2 separate regions of the Mus musculus genome follow, and region 2 is linked to region 1. The links are chromatin contacts, called in public HiChIP or PLAC-seq maps. All regions are on one chromosome and are shown on one strand. Each heading gives the region's core, a stretch centred on a gene start, on an enhancer-like site or on the middle of the called end of the contact. The rest is flanking DNA. Distances are from core to core; before and after follow the strand shown. Region 1 has its middle 6.1 kb from the start of Gm32942. Region 2 overlaps Agbl3 (ATP/GTP binding protein-like 3).

What was found. HiChIP or PLAC-seq counts read pairs in DNA pulled down with a chosen protein or histone mark.
Region 2: a FOXA1 HiChIP or PLAC-seq map of pancreatic cancer cells shows a contact between it and region 1. The contact joins two enhancer-like sites. A contact is called at or near these places in 1 of 39 promoter capture datasets (macrophages), 1 of 484 Hi-C or Micro-C datasets (round spermatid), 3 of 115 datasets of contacts at active chromatin or transcription factors (bone marrow-derived macrophages, embryonic stem cells and pancreatic cancer cells) and 3 of 9 other capture datasets (adipose tissue, embryonic stem cells and liver).

Annotation. Positions count from the first base shown.
Region 1 is chr6:34,541,612-34,544,311 of GRCm38.p6, reverse strand. No RefSeq gene overlaps it. Among named protein-coding and RNA genes, the nearest start is that of Gm32942, 6.1 kb to the right of the region's middle. Within about 2 kb of position 1,306, at least 77 of the 459 cell types and tissues checked have an H3K27ac peak or open chromatin away from gene starts, as enhancers often do. A contact at or near this core is called in pancreatic cancer cells, where this site is marked.
Region 2 is chr6:34,795,759-34,798,512 of GRCm38.p6, reverse strand. Agbl3 (ATP/GTP binding protein-like 3) reads right to left here. Exons shown (of 20, transcript NM_001289656.1): 7 at 181-319. Among named protein-coding and RNA genes, the nearest start is that of Agbl3, 17 kb to the right of the region's middle. Within about 2 kb of position 1,407, at least 60 of the 459 cell types and tissues checked have an H3K27ac peak or open chromatin away from gene starts, as enhancers often do. A contact at or near this core is called in pancreatic cancer cells, where this site is marked.

The DNA.
Region 1 (2,700 bases), core at 57-2,556:
CCTTCAGGCCTCCCACCGAAAGAAGACAACATTTTGTCAAATAATCTGACTTGTGTGTGTGTGTGTGTGTGTGTGTGTGTGTGTGTGTGTGCGTGCGTGCGTGCGTGCGTGTGTGTACACACGCGTGCGCACCCCGCTCTCCTCTCTGCCATTTTCCTGTCAATTAACTGTTCGGTTTCATGTGGGTCCTCTCCCTGGTATGTGAGTGCAGGCTAAGCATTTGTTTTCCTTGAGGACAGACATTCCCTGCTGTGCTTTTCCTGGATTTGAACTATTTTTATTATTTACTTTATGTTACCATGGAGATGGGGAGATCACAGATGTTAAGAGTCGGAGTCCAGGGCCACAGGAGACGTTCATCATTGTACTTGGTATGAAGCGGCCTCTTGTTCCCCGTGGCTGTGGAGTCTAGTGTTTATTTGATAAAGACGTTCCTAATGAGGACTTGAGCCTAACGAATAACACAGAATTCCGCTTCACCTCCACGCATGACAGGGAGTGATCTATTGGAGGGGAAGGTGGGCTCATGAAAACAGATTCTCAGCTGTCTGTCAGGGTGGTTCTTTAACCCCCTGCAGGAAACAGAACTGCATCGGAACAAGAGACCCATTTATCACTATTTGCAGCACGCACCCCACCCCCATCTGAAATGAAACTTTCCCAAATGATTCACTCCTGCCCTTCCAGGAAACAAAGCAACTGAGAACTAGCCAGGACTCCGCCACCGTCATTAGTAGGCATCTGAATATTTCTGGGCAGGCAAGGTGTGAGTCTGGACACAGCAGAACACAGCAGGTCCTGCCTGCAAAGGCAGCGTGCTAAGAGCTATTATGCCTGGGCTACAGGATACATGCCCTCCAAAGCAGAAGTTCAAAATTCAACTTTTATTACGTCCAAGGCTCCACACAAGTCAAAGTTTACCAAATCAAGACAGATAAGGAAATAAAAAGCCACTGCCGGGATTTTCCAGTAATTGGTTCTGATTTACAGTTACAAACAGGTTAACTCACCAAACTCATTCCCGCAAGAGCTGATCAAGGTGAGCTGCTGGCCACTGGAACTATCTTAACCAGACCCATGTCCCCTGAAGTTCTCTTAAGGTCATCAATGGCAAGGCTAATGGTATCCAACTAGAACAGGGCAAACACACTGGCTGGTATCCAAAGGCTGCGACCATTACAGACTTCCGGTGTTTTGAGGAATCACACCCACTCAGATTCTCTGAACACTCATCTGTTGTCCCTCTAGGGGACTTGGTTTCCTTGATTCCTGTTACCTGGTGGCTGGAGTGACATTTTATTTAGATTGGCTGTGTGCCTCTTCCCAAGCTCTGCCCTGAGTGCCATACCTGAACTCCCCGTAAGCAGCCTGGAGTTCCTCCAGCCCCACGGCTCTGCCTGCCTCTCAGCTTGCTCTTCAGAACTTTTGCCATTTTCCCTGTAAGGGTATTAGAACTTTTTTTCTGTCTTCCCTTTCTTCATTTTTTTCCTCTGTCTCTCTTGTCTTATTTTTTTGTCCAAAGTTCACATTTTCTCTTTAAGCAACTGATTTTCATTTCTTAATGCCTTTTCATATTTGGTTAGAAAATTAAGGTTACCATAATCAAAAGTATTGGTGGCAGAAAGAACACTGGGCTGCCCCAGACCTCAGTGCTAACATTTACTAGCCGTATAAGGTTGGAGAAACAGTAATGTCTCTGAACCTAATTTATCAAACCAGGATAACAATCTAACTGCAGAGTAGCTGTGAGGGCATGACAAATTTTACTAGGTTCTCAGTAAAAGTGGTCCTCCTTCCCTCCCTCCCTCCCTCCCTCCCTCCCTCCCTCCCTCCCTCCCTCCCTCCTTCCCTCTCTTCCTCCTTCCCTGTTCCCTTCCTTCCATCTTTCCAATTATTTTTGTCCTGCCCCCTCTCTCTTTTTGCAATACTAAGAATTGAATCTAGGGTCTTGTGTATGCTAGGCAAGTATTTCCCAGTGAGCCATACATCTTGACTGTTTCAAAAATTTGTTTGAAATGTGGTTTCATTAAGTTACCCAGGCTAGTCTTGAACACATTGTATAGGCAAGATGGGCCTTGAACTTTTGACTCTCCTGCCCCCATCTTCTGTGTAGCTAGAATTATGGGGGGCACCACCAGGCCTATCAAGTCTTTCATTTAACAATGGCCCATTTGGGAAGTGTTGTTCATGTAGGTGCGACATCTATGTAACAGTGACAAGATGATCAGAAAAAAAAAATCTAAAAGTCCACAGATTGCCAAAAATTGCTAAGGACATGAGCTTTCATCCTTACAAAGCATCAAATTAAACTGTGGCAGTGTGTGAATATTGGCAGAAGATGCCAGCTTCCCGGGTCTAAGATAAAGGAATTCCCTCGTCACAGCCAGTCTTCTAACGGCAAGGGCATCTTGGACGGTAACCCTCTTCAACTTAAAACCAGTTAGGCTGCCATTGGTGTGTTTCTAAACCCAGAGCAAGTCCTTGACCAACTGGGTTTATTTGTTTATTTGAATTTGGGAACTAGTTTCTGTTCCCATATTAGATACATGCTTATATAGAAGTCCTTTTCTTTCGCATTAATAAGGAAGTCTGACATAACTATGAATACACACTTTACAGCTGGGTAGTTTAGTGGTTTACAATTGGGGACTGGGAGTCGGCCTGCCCAGACTTAGAACCCAGAGAGAACAGGGACAGGAT
Region 2 (2,754 bases), core at 158-2,657, 250 kb before region 1:
GTTATAAATACTGGCCTAGGAATGGCTAAAATAAATGTAAATCCTTAACACTCATAGTTAGCATTTATACTTTGAGAATTATAGTTAGATAATTGATACTAAAAGCTTTAATGTGCCTAATTCAGAAAACAGTAAGTAGCGAACGACCTACTTCCTCTAATAAAAATAATTAAAACCTACACTTTGACTACCTTCTGTAGATTACCACTCTCAAACCTTGCTTCAAACACCAGCGTGTTGTCACAGTTATCCACAGGTTGTTTCAAGGATGTTCGGTTACCCCCAACTCGGGAATACACAAAACAGGGCTCTTTGTAAGCTGGGGAGAGAAGACCAAATCAGCAACAGTAAGACAGCCAAGTAATTTCACAGATGACATGTTTCTAAATAATCCACAGATCAAAGAAGTGCATCACAGGCAGATTACACAATATTTTGGGCAGAATGACAAAACACATACTACATCAATTTATGGGCTGGAGTAGACACTGTACATAAGAAAGCTTACAGCTTTAAATGCTGGGTTTTAAACACTAGACAGATTTAAAATCAGAGACTAAGTTCTGGATTCTGCTTAGGACACAAATCACTAGAAAGTGTATTTTCTTAGTCTTGGAACAGCAAAAATACTGTGAGTAAATTTACAATGCTTTTTTGAACTACTGAAAGTTCTGTTGTCTGTGGTTGAAGGACAAATTCCCACTTCAAAATCTAAGGAAGACCCTTCTAAAGGAGAGGTGGGTTATAATTGCTGGTTTATTCTGTGTTGGCCACAATGATGAACACTCACTTAAAAAGGTAATCATTGAGGGCTGTCTAGATGGTCAGTGGTTTTGAGGCCATTCTGCTCTTGGAGAGAAGCTGAGTTTGGTTAGCAGCACTCACAAGCATTAGGTGGTTCACACTGCCTGTATCTCTAACGCCTGTACCCCCACTACACCAGGACTCGTGCACACATCCCCACATCCACACAAGAGACACAGAATTTAAAAATAATGCATCTTTTAAAAAGGTTTAACCAGTCATCAAAAGGTTGAGTATGGGCTACAAAGATAGAGCAGACTCACTGAGAAGATATGAAGGATATATGGGCATAAGGGAATTTAAAGTTCTCTTATGGACATACCCAGATAGTCACAAAATTTTTTCTGAGAAAGCATTTACAATGTATAAAACTCTACCTAGATCATCTCTCCCTCTTCCTTATATAACAAAACATTAAATTCTTGAGAAGTAAGGACAATAAACACTGTTAGCTTTAGGACACTTGTATTTATATGCAGTATCTGGGAAAAGAAAACTGTTCCCAAAATCCCAAAATCCCAAACCCCTTACTACTCTGCAATAGGCAGGAATTACCAGATGGAACCGGATGTTCTGTTGCTGACACTGGCATACTGCAAAGGCCTCTGTCTGAGAATTAGGGGCGTGGTGCATGACTAAGGTTTAATCAGAACCACAGAGTTCACCCTCTGTCTCCCCAAATGTCTAGCAGGCCATGAGTAAAAAGTAACAAGGACTTTTTAATGGGAGAATACAGAGTTCAGGGAGAATTTCCCTGCAGTGTAGAAGAAGGATACGAAGCTAAGAATGATCCAGAACTGAGAAATAGTCTCTGCATTATTCTAAATGGCGACGGAGGGGATCTGCTCTGTGGTGCTGTAAAGGTAAGAAGACTAAAAATAAATGTCTTGCCAGCTTCATCCCTAACGTGACCGAATCATCACCATCATCACACCTCCTCATACGCTTAAAGACTTAGACCCTGGAATTTTTTTTCAGTTTTCACACATAAAAATTATTTGCTTTTCTTTACCACCTAGATAAGATCTCCAGTTTTCAGCAAGAGGATTTCAACACATATATATTTTCCTGAACATACACAGAGAAAACACTACAGACATGAGTCTAGAGGGAAAACTACATAAGCAGTCTAATATAATGAAGATGCTGGCTCTATCAGGTAAAGACTTCAGAAGGAGTGAGTGAGTTAAGGACCAAGCATAAAAGAATGTGCAAGATCAGATGGAGATGTAAGAAAGCGTCGGATAGAATATGACAATGAAAAACAGTAATGGAAGTTGAAACTGCCTCTGATGAGCTCAGCAGGAAATACTCAACAAAATGACAATGGTGAACAGAAACAGCCAAAACTCAAGCAGGAGTTTCTAACAACAAATTAACATAAAGCAAGCACAATAAGCTTGCGTTCCTATGACCCAGGAACTGTTAGACAGTACCAAGTTACCTAATATCCTCATGACTGAAATCCTAGGAGAGGGTTAAGCAGAAAAGATGTGTGAAGAAACAATAGTTGAGATTCTGACATTAGTCACTGACACCAAAGCAAAGTTTTTAAAAGCTCAAGTGCCAAAGTACGAATATACATGATACACCCCATAGTTCAACAAGAAGCAAGGCCCAAGTGAAGGTGCTTAAATCCCACTTAGAAAGGGGATCAAAACAGTCATGGGAGGCAGAGAGAAGGAGGGAACTGGAAGGTAGAGCAGAGGTGGGGGTGGGGGTGGGGACATGGGGGGCGGTTGGGAGAGGAGAGGAAAAGGGGAGAAGATCAGGTATGAGGACAGACAGGAAAGAGGCCCAGAGTGCCAGGAGTGTATTTATTTAAAAAAATTTTTTTTGGGGGGTGGGGGGTTTGAGACAGGGTTTCTCTGTATAGCCCTGGCTGTCCTGGAACTCACTTTGTAGACCAAGCTGGCCTCAAACTCAGAAATCCACCTGCCTCTGCCTCCC